2 separate regions of the Rattus norvegicus genome follow, and region 1 is linked to region 2. A link is a contact called in public Hi-C data. All regions are on one chromosome and are shown on one strand. The core of a region is the stretch at or near the end of the contact, and the rest is flanking DNA. Distances in the headings are between cores, read along the strand shown. Region 1 has its middle 39 kb from the start of Cdk13. Region 2 holds the start of Yae1 (YAE1 maturation factor of ABCE1).

Evidence for each region. A called contact is a pair of places that touch in the nucleus more often than the background predicts.
Region 1: a Hi-C map of liver shows a contact between it and region 2, with 3 times the contacts expected there. The contact joins the enhancer-like site here to the promoter of Yae1 in region 2. A contact is called at or near these places in 12 of 12 Hi-C or Micro-C datasets (the A7r5 cell line, the Rat2 cell line, Schwann cells and 7 more) and 1 of 1 datasets of contacts at active chromatin or transcription factors (oligodendrocytes).

What each region holds. Positions count from the first base shown.
Region 1 is chr17:51,903,977-51,911,161 of GRCr8, reverse strand. No RefSeq gene overlaps it. Among named protein-coding and RNA genes, the nearest start is that of Cdk13, 39 kb to the left of the region's middle. Within about 2 kb of position 1,666, at least 11 of the 93 cell types and tissues checked have an H3K27ac peak or open chromatin away from gene starts, as enhancers often do. A contact at or near this core is called in liver, where this site is marked.
Region 2 is chr17:51,720,141-51,727,628 of GRCr8, reverse strand. Yae1 (YAE1 maturation factor of ABCE1) reads right to left here and starts at 5,047. Exons shown (of 3, transcript NM_001107356.2): 1 at 4,909-5,047; 2 at 3,350-3,471; 3 at 1-1,702. The coding sequence starts at 5,034. The coding sequence ends at 1,288.

The DNA of each region.
Region 1 (7,185 bases), core at 417-2,916, 190 kb before region 2:
GGAAGCGCAAGGCCCTGGGTTCGGTCCCCAGCTCCGGGAAAAAAAAAAAAAAAGAACCAAAAAAAAATTGTTATTCAGCATGTTAAAGCCTGAAAATAAGGAGAACCGTCGTGAGTACCACCAAGGTCAATGCAAGGGCTCTCTGGCCAATGTGCGAAGTGTGTGTTACCTACTGGGGCCACTTCCTGGCACAAAAAGCAGGACCTGGCACCACCCTCAAACAAGTCACTGGCACAAGCTTTGGTGGAGGTAAAAGTCTCAAAGGACACAGTCTGTGCACCCGGGGAGGAAGTCATTTACTTAGACTATCTTCCAGGAAAAGATGGGGAAAGGGAACTTGGGGACTGCAGGCACCAGCTCTTTAGACACCAAGTACATTGCTATTTTTAACTCACAGTTTACTGGTTCTTCCTCTTTAATTCTGCTTTGCTTACACGTTGCTGATAAGTAGCCTCATAACATCTACTTTGGGGATCCCAAGATTATGTGAAAATTGATAGTCTCAAAGCAGGGTTACGTAGGATTCAAACAGCAAAACGTGGATTGTTTAGAGGGAGAAATGGAAACCAGAATGGTCATGCCTACAATGAGTCACCAGAGGGCGCCATAACTCCGTCTCCAAAAGTTTTCCACCGCAAATCCCCTTGGACTTCAATTAAACAGAAGATATCCTACAGTGACAGGTTCCACCCCAATAATCCTAAAGGTGTAAGAAAGTAGGCAACCAGACCCTGAAAACCTGCTGGGGCATGAGTTTCAGTAATGTCATCATGATATAAAAATTGACATGGTTCTAAGGAATCTGAATATAGCCTAGTTTGGTTTTATTAAAGATTAACTTTTGTTTTTTTTTTTTTTTTGGTTCTTTTTTTCGGAGCTGGGGACCGAACCCAGGGCCTTGCGCTTCCTAGGTAAGCACTCTACCACTGAGCTAAATCCCCAGCCCCAAGATTAACTTTTTTTAATGTGCATGTGTATGTGCATGTGCATGTGCATGTGCATGTGCATGTGCATGTGCATGTGCATGTGCATGTGCATGTGTATGTGAGCCTGCTTAGTTTCTGGGCACTGTAGGATTCCACGGAGGCTGAAAAAGGGCCTGGGATAGCTTGGGATTACAGTCACAGACAGTGCGAGGCCTTTTGTAGGTGCTTGGAACTGAACACTGTCCTCTGCAAGAATAGAAAGCAGCCACGCTACTGAGCTGTCTCTCCAGTCCCGTTTGAGCCACCTCTCCAGTCCCCTCTTACCTTTTGACCTTGCATTTTCTGTTTTTCCTTTTCCTTCCTGGGCAAACAGGGAATTCCGAAGAGCAGAGATCGCCAGGTTGACCTGACACACTCTCTCCTCTCCCTGCTGTGGTTACTCAGGGCACGGAAGTGAGGAGCTGGTCTCCTACGAAGACACTCCTGACCTCGAACATGGACTGTCAGGTCTGAGGAACTCTAGGAGAGCCTGCTTCCCTGCGTTCACTGCACACAAGCAACACTGCTGAGAGCCACGACAGAGACCTTTTGGGCCAAACTGAAATTGTGCTCCAAGCCACGAAGAGACAACAGTATCACTCAATGCGAAGGTGCTCTTGGTCCAAGTTGTTGACGAAGTGGAGTCTAAATAAGGGTGTGAAATAATCTGAGATCTACGAAGCCATGTTTAAAATCCAAACCAGCCAGTCTGCGGCAGAGGGCGGGAGTGGACCATACTCTTCAGCCAATTTCAGAGCAGTGCTGCCATCCCGTGGACAACTAGAAAATTAAACTTAAGCTTCTCCAAATGTTTTTGGTTTTGTTTTTTTAAATAAAAGCAGAAATGACACTTGCTATATTTCTATCATAAGATTTTTCCTGACGCGTTGTTGGCACTGCCATAGAATACAGAGGGTCCAAAATGAAGAGACATGAAGACCAGCTATTGAGAAATGTGCAGCACGCCTTCTAGGCTTTAAAAATGCGAAAGATCTGGAGATCCAGAATAGTTTCCAATATGCACTCACTACAGTAAATGAGCCACGAGTCATATTCAGAATTAAAGGAATAGCAAATGTTTGCTGAGTGCTCACTGTTTGTTTGTTTGTTTGTTTGTTTTTCTTTTCTTCTTTTCAGAGCTGGGGACCGAACCCAGGGCCTTGCGCTTGCTAGGCAAGCGCTCTACCACTGAGCCAAATCCCCAACCCCCTCACTGTTTGTTAAATCTGTATTTTATGTGCGTAATTTTATGGACAGGGTTCAGGGTTCATCTATGCTTTTATATCTGAATTTACTGAATCCTTACTACCGTTCCCTCAAGCTGTTGCTACTTTTAATCTTCATTTTCTATGTAAAGCTCTGAGGCACTGTTGAAGGTCAGTCATACAGCAAACACGGTAAACTGGAAGTCCAACCTGTGAAATCTGGGCTGAAACCTGTGCTCCTGACTATGAGACTACTTTATTCTCAAAAGTGGCCTGAAGCAGTCACTGTCGTCGTAGTCGTCGTCGTCGTCGTCGTCACTTGAAAGCAGGCCTACCCAGGATGAATCAGAAGCTCAGCATGGAAATCATCGTGAATCCAGGTGTTGTTGCCAAGGGAAGAAGCTTGGCAACTATGGAGACAAACTACACGCCTGCCATCTTTTGGAGTACTGAAATAAACGAACTCCAGTAGATACTGTTATAGGGATTGAGGCTGCTTCAGTTGTTGATGAGATTGCCCGGGAGTTAAGAGTATACGATGAAACATACTTAGGTAATTCAAACCCTTAAAAATCAGCTGCCTCTCCCAAACTCTAAACTGTCAGGGATCCTTTGTTCCTGTGCTTTGAACTGTGATAAAAGACCCTCCTTTGGGAAAAGTCCAGGGCAGAGGACCTGGGTGCTTCTGAAGAGGTAACTTTCAGGGGCAGCCATGCATCTCTTTCCTCCAAAATGAAGCAAAAAGTAAATGAGAAAGAGGAAATTCCTTGCAGGACATTTACTCCCTTTTCTCTTCAGCATTAAAAAACATATATTTCTCTCTGTGTATATGTGTGTATGTGTGTTTCTGTTTTTGTGTAGGCCACATGAGTGCAGTTCTCAAGGAGGTCAAAGAGCTCTTTGAGTCTCCTGAAACTGGACTTTCTGGCAGGAAGTTGTGAACCACAGAAACTGAACTTAGGTTCTCTGGCAGAGCCCCAAGTGCTTCTCTGACTTCCTCTCTTCCATTTTTAGACAGTCTGAAGTAAAAATCCTAGCCACAAATTGGACCTCATCTTCCTAGGTATGTGGTTTAGGGTTGTAGCATTTTAGTGAAGTTGAAACTTGTCACAGAATCCATTTCCCTGAATAACCCCAGGCTGGTATGCACTGCCAGGGGCTAGCACATAGGATGTGGAAGGTAGACAAGAAACCATCAGTATCATGCTCCACAGACACACAGGCATGTATCATGCTCCATAGACACACAGGCATGTATCATGCTCCACAGACACACAGGCATGTGTAGCTCATGCCCTAGGATACTGATCTGTTGGCTCCCCTTTTGTGGACAGCCTCTAGACTCCGAGCTCCTCCAGTCCTGCTGAAGCTGTTCCCAGCTTCTCTGAATCCTGCCCAGTAGTGTATTAATATCAAATGGGACGCATAGGAAACCATTGGCTTGGACTGAGCTACTGTGGGATGCCTAATGAATTGAACTCAAACAGACTTATTCATACCAAAGTTTCATATCACCAGGTCAAATGATGGTGTGAGGGAGGGGTAAATAAACCAACTTTCTGAACTGGTCAGTTTGGGCATAAGACCAAAGTCTTCTCTGACTTTGGAAATTGCTACTACTGTTGGTGCCCTCCAGAACAAGATGACAAGGCTCCATTGCTGAAGCCGTTATATGCTTCAAGCTGGCACTAATCTAGAAGTTTCTTCCTGGCTATCTGGCTGTCATAGTGCTAGAAGGTGCTATACAGTGCTGAGTAAGAATTGTCACAGTGTGATTATGACATGGACCCACAGTGTAATACTGGCCAGACAGGCAGGAGACTCTCCTAGCACACTAATATTGGGAGACGGTTTTGTGCTCTGTGTGTGTTCAGATGTTGGCTTCTGTGCCCAGAGATCTGGTTGCAGTTTAGATTCTGCCATTGCCATGATAATTGGAGTAGCTCCTGTCTCAATGTTGTACAGAGATATTTTTCCAGCACCTCTGATTTCCTAACAAACTGCTGACCAGCCAATAGTTGGGCAGGAGAGGAGCATAAGGCAGGACCTCCAATCTCAGTCAGGGAGAGAGAGAGAGAGAGAGAGAGAGAGAGAGAGAGAGAGAGAGAGAGAGAGAGAGAGAGAGAGAATCAAAAGGATTTGATAAGAAAGTTTGCCAAGGGCGCAGCCATGAGGACACACAGAGCTGAAGAGCCAGGGTAGGACTCAGATGACAAGTAATGGGGGCAAGTGGCTGGGAAGCAATCCAATCCAGCATGGTCAGGTTAGAGTAGAGTCCAAGACAGCATGGTCAGGTTAGAGTAGAGTCCAATCCAGCATGGTCAGGTTAGAGTAGAGTCCAAGACAGCATGGTCAGGTTAGAGTAGAGTTCAAGACAGCATGGTCAGGTTAGAGTAGAGTTCAAGACAGCATGGTCAGGTTAGAGTAGAGTCCAAGACAGCATGGTCAGGTTAGAGTAGAGTCCAAGACAGCATGGTCAGGTTAGAGTAGAGTCCAAGACAGCATGGTCAGGTTAGAGTAGAGTCCAATCCAGCATGGTCAGGTTAGAGTAGAGTCCAAGACAGCATGGTCAGGTTAGAGTAGATGAACCCTGCCCTGTTTTGTGTATTGAGCTTGTTAATAAGATCACTGTGTTATTTCTTGGGAACAAGGTGGGTGTAGAAAACCCCCCAGAATTTCTTTGATACGATAGTGCTAGATATGCCCATGTCTCTTCCCCCTAAATCCTTCACCCAGAAGGCCACTCTGCAGACATAAGATCCTAGGTCTAGACACCTGTGGACTGTCTAATCAACTCTGAGGACTGTTAAGTATTCACCCATGCATCCCCTCCCGATGGAAGTTTTAATCCTTACTCATATACTCATGGAGACAGAGAGAAGACTGCATTGAAGAGCAGCCAATGGACAGGCTGAGAAGATCTGGATATTAGACCAGAGAGAGGGGGGAAAGCTAGAAGCTAGTGTCTTAGTAGAATAAACCACAGAAGTTTGGGCTAAGAGATTTCAGAGGAAGAGAAGTCAACCATGATAGAGCAAGTCTTGCTCTTGGTGTTCTCTTTGTGGCAGACAGGCTCAGACAAACACCATGAGTCACTAAGGGAAGATGGGTATCTGGAGGACGGTGAGAATCTGAGGACACACAAATGACAGTTTCCAAACTGGGGAAAGAATGTTGCCTTAGTTAGGGTTTCTATTGCTTGAAAAGACACCATGACAATGGCAACTCTTAAGGAAAACAACATTTAATTGGGGCTGACTTACAGTTCAGAGGTTTAGTCCATTATTTTTTTTTCATCTTTATTAACTTCGGTGTTTCTTATTTACATTTTGATTGTTATTCCCTTTCCTGGTTTCCGGGCCAACATCCCCCTAGACCCTCCCCCTCCCCTTCTCGATGGGTGTTCCCCTCCCAATCCTCCCCCCATTACCACCCTCGCCCCAACAATCATGTTCACTGGGGGTTCAGTCTTGGCAGGACAAAGGGCTTCCCCCTCCACTGGTGCTCTTACTAGACTATTCATTGCTACCTATAAAGTTGGAGAGCAGGGTCTGTCCATGTATAGTCTTTAGGTAGTGGCTTAGTCCCTGGAAGATATGGTTGGTTGGCATTGTTGTTCATATGGGGTCTCGAGCCCCTTCAAGCTCTTTCAGTCCTTTCTAAGATTCCTTCAACGGGGGTCCCATTCTAAGTTCAGTGGTTTAATGATGGTATTCGCCTATGTATTTGCTGTATTCTGGCTGTGTCTCTCAGGAGAGATCTACATCCAGTTCCTGTCGGCCTGCACTTCTTTGCTTCATCCATCTTGTCTAATTGGGTGGCTGTATATGTATGGGCCACATGTGGGGTAGGCTCCGAATGGGTGTTCCTTCTGCCTCTGTTCTAAACTTTGCCTCCCTATCTCCTCCCAAGGGTATTCTTGTTCCCCTTTTAAAGAAGGAGTGAAGCATTCTCACTTTGGTTATCCTTCTTGAGTTTCATGTGTTCTGTGCATCTAGGGTAATTTGAGCATTTGGGCTAATATCCACTTATCAATGAGTGCATACCATGTGTGTTTTTCTGTGATTGGGTTACCTCACCCAGGATGATATTTTCCACTTCCATCCATTTGCCTATAAATTTCATGAAGTCATTGTTTTTGATAATTGTTTAAGTAGTATTCCATGTGTAGATGTACCACATTTTCTGTATCCATTCCTCTGTTGAAGGGCATCTGGGTTCTTTCCAGCTTCTGGCTATTATGAATAAGGGTGCTATGTGTGTCTTTGTTGTATGTTGGGGCATCTTTTGGGTACATGCCCAAGAGAGGTATAGCTGGGTCTTCAGTTAGTTCAAAGTCCAATTTTCTGAGGAACGTACAGGCTGATTTCCAGAATGGTTGTACCAGCCTGCAATCCCACCAACAATGGAGGAGTGTTCCTCTTTCTCCACATCCTCGCCAACCTCTGCTGTCACCTGAGTTTTTATCTTAGCCATTTCTGACTGGTGTGAGGTGGAATCTCAGGGTTGTTTTGATTTGCATTTCCCTGATGACTAAGGATGTTGAACATTTCTTTAGGTGCTTTTTGGCCATTTGATAATCCTCAGCTGTGAATTCTTTGTTTTGCTCTGAACCCCATTTTTAATAGGGTTATTTGTCTCCCTGCAGTCTCACTTCTTGAGTTCTTTGTATATTTTGGATATAAGCCTTCTATCAGTTGTAGGATTGGTAAAGATCTTTTCCCAATCTGTTAGTTGTTGTTTTGTCCTAATGACAGTGTCTTTTGCCTTACAGAAGAAGCTTTGCAGTTTTATGAGATCCCATTTGTCGATTCTTGATCTTAGAGCATAAGCCATTGGTGTTCTGTTCAGGAAATTTTCTCCAGTGCCATGTGTTCCAGATTCTTCCCCACTTTTTCTTCTATTAGTTTGAGTGTATCTGGTTTGATGTGGAGGTCCTTGATCCACTTGGACTTAAGCTTTGTACAGGGTGATAAGCATGGATCGACCTGCATTCTTCTACATGCTGACCTCCA
Region 2 (7,488 bases), core at 3,798-6,297:
CAAGGGGTCATCTATTTAGGGAATCTTATCAGGGTATGTCTAGATAAAACCTCAAAATTTATTACTCTCAAATCTTAGAATGGTTACACTGTTGGAGATGACTATGTCTATGGAAAATGCAGTATAGAGCAACACTGACACTTTAAAGACTTCTGTGGGTTTGAGATTTCAATATGGAAACTGATCATGAGGTCCTAGGTTCAAAGCCAAGGACCACAAAGTTTCAAAATAAAAACCCAGCCATCAAATGTTTCTTTGATTCTTAAAGCATGTATTAGTTTACCTACAAAACTATTTCAAATTTTGCTACTCCAATTTCTTAATGTTCTGTGCATTTTAAACAGGGACTTAAGAAACTTGCAGAACATATTGTTCCTTTACAAGGTTCTCCAGCCAGTCTCTCATGAATGCATCTTTCAGCACAGCTAAATACTGGCTAGATAGCAACCGATGCTGTCAGTAAGGGACAATTATCTGGGCTGCTCTCAAGTCAGGCATTTCATAATAACTGCAGGTGGGAAAAAGTGATGAAAAATCTCCTTTCCTGATCCTGGGTCATGGAACAAAAATCTCATTGTGACTCTGTCTATTCTAGATTATATATTTCGTGTCAAAGCAGTAATGTTTTTTTAAATTCTAATGTAAATAACAAGCAAAGTTGCAGTTCAGACAGAAATAGCTTGTCACATTTTGAGAAAATATGGCCAAGTCCTCATTACCTAGAAAACTAAGTAGTTCCTTTTCTTTACAGTTTAGTACAAACTATATTTTTTTCTATTTTTCATGAAATTCAACAACTTTAGCTAATATGTAAATAAGGTGTTTTAGTACTTTGCTTTTTATTATTCATTCAATGACATAAATATTGTGTCAGTTTCTACAGTCTCTTGACTTTAACGTATAGCTATCTATAGATCTGCTTCTACTTATCTATGCTAGCCTTCAGGTTGTTTCTGGCAACTCTGGCTTACTTGCTGGTGAAGAGGTCCCAAACCACCCAATTCCAACAAAACCAGAAAGCAACATTAGGTTTTTTTTCTTGTTCTAAAATGTTTGGTTCTTGTTAGTACAAAAACGACTGATTTTGATTAGAAATTTGAAAATGACAATGAGGATTACTGAGTGTATCTAAAACTAGACAATTTACCAATGACAAAGACAAATGTCATTTCATTTACTAGTGTTAATTCCACACAGGAATTAATCAATCAGTGGTTACCTTATCTAGAACACAATGCTCTAAGTAATACTCCGAGCATTACTTCCTCTGGAAAGGGGGAGATAATTTTACAGTTGTCTCAGGTGCTGTAATATGTCTACTGATATTCCCAGCTGTTTCACCAAGTTGGATGTCTGTTCCAGAATCCAAGTGAGGCTTGGCTTTTCCAAATGCGCATGCTCTTGTGTTCTGCAACATTCTGGATGTGAACAATCCATCCCATTCGGACTCCTGTCAGCATCTGTGCTAATGTCAGCACTAGTGTCACCTCTTGCTTCAACAGCTTTCTCAGGCGGGACTACATGACAAAGGTCCAGATCCTCAATGGAGTCCAATAAATCTGTAATGTGTGGCGGTGACGTAACTGATTTCAGATGTTTGATCACACACTCTTCACACTGGCCAACTGCATCCAGAAGGTTATTTATCTTGCCAATCAGCGTTGAACTATTACCATGAAGGTGACACCAGGAAAGCAAAGCGCTGAGGGGAATATAGGAACAAGAGTTAAATAGGAAAAAAACGAGTCACAGGCATTCAGAGTACTAAATACTACACGCCTTTCTTCGAGACCGTACCATGCAGAGATACTGAACTGATAATGCATGTCAAAATTAAGAAGTGATGATGTAAATAACACTGAAGTTTAGACTCAGTATATCTTAATATGTTAATCACTAGACTTAATATTATAGACGATTTTAAAGAATATCCCTTCATAGCACTGTATTTTTATTTTAAGATTCATTTATTTTAGGTATGTTACCAAGTGGTTGCTGGGAATTGAACTCAGGACCTCTGGAAGAGCAGTCAGTGCTGTTAACCACTGAGCTCTCTCCAGCCCCATCTATTTTTATTTTACATTTTCTTGGCCATGTAACTTATGTGCAGTAAGATATTACTTATAGAAAGAACAAAAAAAGTTTCTTATTTTTCTTTCCTTTTAAAATAGAAAACCTAGACTTGTTAAATTATTAAAGACAAAAAAACATTATCCGGAGTATTTTAGAGTTCGACCTGGGCAACAGCTTACTTTGTCAATGTGACCTCAAGTCACTGTTTTTATCTTGGCACTACTCAGTATTTAGCCTAAGGCATCAGGTAGTTGAAGCAAGCGTCCTAACCCTGACCTATAGCACCAGCCCCACTTTCTTCTTTAAGGATATCAAACAGCTTCTAAATCAGTCATTCTAAATTCGTCACACATTAGAATCACCAACAGAGTTTTAATATTCTTGAAAAGTGTTAAGAATTTGACTCCTAATATATTTCATTATTTTTGTTACTTTTCTAGTAGACCCACCTTCCTCCCTGCTTTTTCATATAATATAATAAAAAAACAACAGTTCTTTCTTTTCTCTTTTCGGTGGGTACTGAACCCAGGGCTGTGTGCATGCTGAGCAAACACCTGAGTTACAACCCTCTTTGAAAATGCCATAGACGTAAAGTGTCAATGGATGCGAAACACTGGGCAGTAAGCTTCCTAAGGTCATAAACATGAAGTGAAGATGAACTCCTGGCCATCTTCCTCTTGTTCTAAACAATACACTCTACTGAATTTTCTAAAAGTCTCAACAAAATTTAAAACTTTTTTTTCCTTTTAAATGTAATTCTTTGCAGTATTTTATTTCTTTATAAGGATAGTCTAAAAAGTATCCCCATCAAAGAGGCCTGCCCAACTCTTAGTCACCATGTGTGCCTGACCTTTGGCTCTAGTTTCTGCCATTATTGCTATGGTATCCTACAGGTATTTAAAGTTCAGGACTCAAATAGGACCTCTTTCTATTAGTAAATATGGCTTTCCCCACGGACTTCTAGCTGACAGACCTTCCATACTGTACTCTACTACATGTGCAGGAAAAACAGCTTTATTTAGAAGCTGAAAACTCCATCATGAGTGATTAGTGCTAGTCTAAATGGCACAAAGGGAACGCATTAGGCACACCTATTAAAATGGATGAACTGACAACAACTCTTAGAAAACTTTTTGAAAGTATCTTATGCTCTGAAGTCATGTATTTAACATCAGGAAAAACACTTTTAAACGTTTTATTTTTACATATTACCTACATTAAAAACCACCATTAGAACCGAGGCTAAACGATTCATCACTTAAGATTTTAAAATTACCTCAATGTTCCCCTGAGTAGTCCGTAGTTTAAAATGACATCGGCACCCTCTTTATAGCCTTGATTGAAGCCCTGTTGAAGGGTTACTGCTTTGCCAGCATCTATCCCATCTCTGTAACCTTCCTAAAAGTAAGGAACCAGTTGTAACGGATGCCAAGGAAACCTTTTCAGGAAAAGCACAGAACCAATTTTGAAAACAAACTTAGGTTTTGATTATGTTAACTGAATTACGATGTGGCAGAGACATAAATAAATCCAAAGCAGAATGTTTCTCCCGAAACCTTATTATTGGTTTATCCTTCCTTATCAAGTTTTATTTTTTAAAAATCTTACTTCCAGGCTGGCCTGGAACTCATTATCCCACTGCCTCACCCTCCTAAGTGATGACAGGCGTTATGACTCCATGTCACATGCTCAACTCACTTTGGAAACCTAGGGTTATTGTGCAAACATTAAACATTAGTTGTTAGGGAATTTTTAAAAACCGTGTTAGAAAAGTCTTCACAAAAATGGAAAAACTGCATGTCTAGTCTCTGGATAACTGGTTAGAACAGGGCAGTTAAGGAGGCTGGCAAGGCCAGGAAGAGGGAACTATTTTAGGAGCAGTGCAGAGGAAGTCTGATTTTAGAAATCTAATCGGAACTGTGGAGTAGAGATTTGTCCCCTTATTATTGGTTTAGCCCCAGACGCCTAAGGCATTTTTGTAATGACATGATGGTTGCTGGACTCAACAAATATTAACTTACTGGAACATTAAAGTAGGGTAGTCACAACTGCCCCTTTAAAAGGGTAATTTAATGGCTAATATACTGGGTAGATGCAGTGCTTATCTTTTGACTATTTACGTAACGTATGTTTACCTATTTTTCTGGAGGGAGGCATTTATTTACTTGCATGCCATAGCTTGAGTGTGAAGGTCAGAAAGTAACTTCCAGAAACCCATTCTGTCCTTCCACGATGTGGGTTTCAGGGATCGAACGCAGATCGTTATACTCTGAATCCACTTCTATGTGGAGACAGATCTTAGCAAGTAGTTAGTTCTCACCCAGAAAAAGCACCGATTCTCCCCAGATATTATTAAGAGAGTTTTAATGAGTGTTGAGACAGGTCCGGATCGAATAACGAATTTAACATAAAAACGGAACAGTATTCCCTTCTCTACCTTCCCCTTACCGTCACAGTTCACCTTTCTCAAGCCTTTGTAACACCACGCCTAACTTTGGACTCTCCACCCACTGAACACCTGCGAATCTGCTAGTGAGTGTGTATTTCTCCTCATCTCTTTTTCTCCCCAAACTGCAAACTCTTGAAGGACTGAATAAAGTTCACGTTAGTTGGTCAGTGTCTCTACTCCAAACCCAGCAGGGACTCCGAAAGAACGCGCTTGTTTAAAAGTTATCAACAACCAGAAAATCCTAAGACTGGGGCGACGTTGGGGAGCGCTCGGTCAGAGAGCCGCACTCGTCCGCCCAGGCTTCGGTCAGCGTGCCCCTGCCCGGGGGAGCCTGTGTCCCTCGTGGGAGTCCCTTTTCCCGTGCGTCCCGGGCCCCGCCCATTTACTTGGACTCGTTTCCTCATGTGATCCTGCCATTCCCGCTGCACTAACAGAGATTCGTCTGCTTCCTCATCAAACACGTCCTGGTCTCCAGGGCTGGGGATCTCGGGAGTCGCTCGAAACCAAGACATTGCCAGGAACACCACGAGTCCGGGGCCACCGGAAACGCAGGCAAGTGCTTCCGGTTCGGGGGGCGGGAGGAAAGGGCTTAGGCGTGGGACGAAGGGGCGTGTGCGGCTCCCTGGGCAGCCAGGCGTCTAGGGGCTGGGTCTCCTCCTATGCGTCTGGGTGGGGCGGCGGGGAACGGGGTGGGGGCTGGAAGCTAAGTCCCATCATTCCAGGGTTGAGACTCAGTTTCTGCGAGTGCTGAAGTCATTGGACACCCACGTGCAGCCAAGAACATTAGAATATGAAAGCTGATTCTAGTATCAATTTGAGATTGAGTAATGCGAACACATTTGTAAAACCTGACGTCTCCTCAGTGATTATGACACTTCAGGAATGTGGCTCAAGCATTAGCAACTCCTGGCTCAGAGTACATGTTGAACTGAATACCAGCAGCGTTCTTGTTTTGTCATGTGGTAACTGAATTTTTCTGACAAGTTTTTTGGAATATCTATTTTGTATTAGTCATCATTTTAGGTCTTTGAGGGACAGGAGTAAAAGTTCCCAGTGTCTATGGACTTCCCATTAGTGTAGAAACGGCCAGTTGGCCAACAATAATATATAACTAATAGTTTGAAGACTGTAAGTGATAGGGGAAAAATAACACTGCTGTGAGAGAAGAGGATACAGGTTACTGTTTTAGTTCATTTTACATTTTTGTCCTGAGGACTGAGCCACAAGCCTTGCAAATGAATATATGCTCTGTCAATAAGTTATCCCCTACAGTCCCATTATTATTTTATCTTTTCAGAGAGAATTTTGTATCACAAAAATATATGTGTAAAACTAATTATAAAATGTGTTAAGGTGTATGTATATAGACATCTTAATTAGAAACAAAATGGCAGAACAGGAAGTAATAGAGATAGTGATTGAAATGAGTAAAATACAAAACTCAAAACTACTTCTGTGAATTGGTTCAGTAGGTAAAGCCCCAGGAAATGTGTCAATCGCCATGACTAGTGTGATGGGAGGAGAGAATAAACTCCTACAAATTGTTCTCTGACCTCCACACATGTACTGTTGCACACACGTGCACTCATACACACTCATAGACACACCATAAGAAAATAAATGCAATAAAAAATACAACTCATCCCTTGTTTGATAAGCCCTAAGGGACAGGGTCTCAAGAGATGGTTTAGAGTTAAGAATGCTTGCTGCTTTTCTGGAGGATGCTAATTTGGTTCTGAGCATCTACATGCAGGTGGGTGGTAGCTCACAACTACCTGTAACTCCAGCTCCAGGGAGTCTCAAGCCCTCTCTGGCCTCCAAATGTATATGCAAATACATACAGATACATATAAGTAAAAATAAGTCTTAAAAAAGAAAACAGACAATCCTGTCCTGTCTCTTTCTCATTAAAAAAAAAAAAAAAGCGAGAAAAAATTAAGCAAGACAGGAATTAGGAGGTAACCACCAATGGAGATGAAAAACTATAAATTATTCAAACCCAAGAGCAACACATTTAATCTTTTAAGACAAAGTCTTAAAAGGCCTGAAAACTTACAAGGCCTGAAAACTAGGAGGGTGAGAATAATTTTGAACTTCTGACTCTTCTGTCTCTAACACCCGAGTGCTAGGATTACAGGTGTGCATCAGCATGCCCAGTTCGTGTGCTGCTGGGGATTGGATACAGGGCTTCCAGCATTCATTCCACACCCTTCAATGAATACATACCCTTTAAAGTTGAACTGTCAGAGCTATAGTTTAGTCAGTAAAATGATTACATTGCAAGGACAAAGACATGAATTAGAACCCCATAACTCACATTAAAAAAGAAAGCCAGATGTAATAATGTATGTCTGTAATTCTAGATCTTGGTAGGTAGAGACAAGTGGATTCCTTGGGCTTTCTGGTCAGCCAGAATAGTTTACTTGGTGAATAAATTCCAGACCCCCTCACCAAAGGTACATAGTACCTGAGGAATGATGCTGAAGTTGTCCTTTGACATGCACCCTAACATTACTGCACCTGAATACTCACAAGAATGCATATGTGCATGTACACACACACACACACACACACACACACACACACACACACACACACACACGCACACACACACACACAAGTTGTCTTATTGCATTTTAAACCAGGTCTTTAACTTTCTCTGCTGTGGCCATTCTGCTGCTGTAGTGCCAGAGAAGTTTAAAGATAAAAAACAAACAAAAAAAAAAAACCAAAAAAAAAAAAAACCACAAAGAAAAACAAAACCAAAAACCCAAAACCCGACAGGAGCCAATCTGATGTAACTTATAGATAGCAGGGTCTTTATTTTATTCAGTCTAGCTTGGGCTCCTCACCACCGTCATGCAGGATGGTTTTGGCGGAGAGAGGAGCCCGGAATGTCTATCATGGCAGGGCTTTATAGTAAGCAGCAAGCAGGGGTAAGTGTGTAAGGATCTAATTGGAAAACT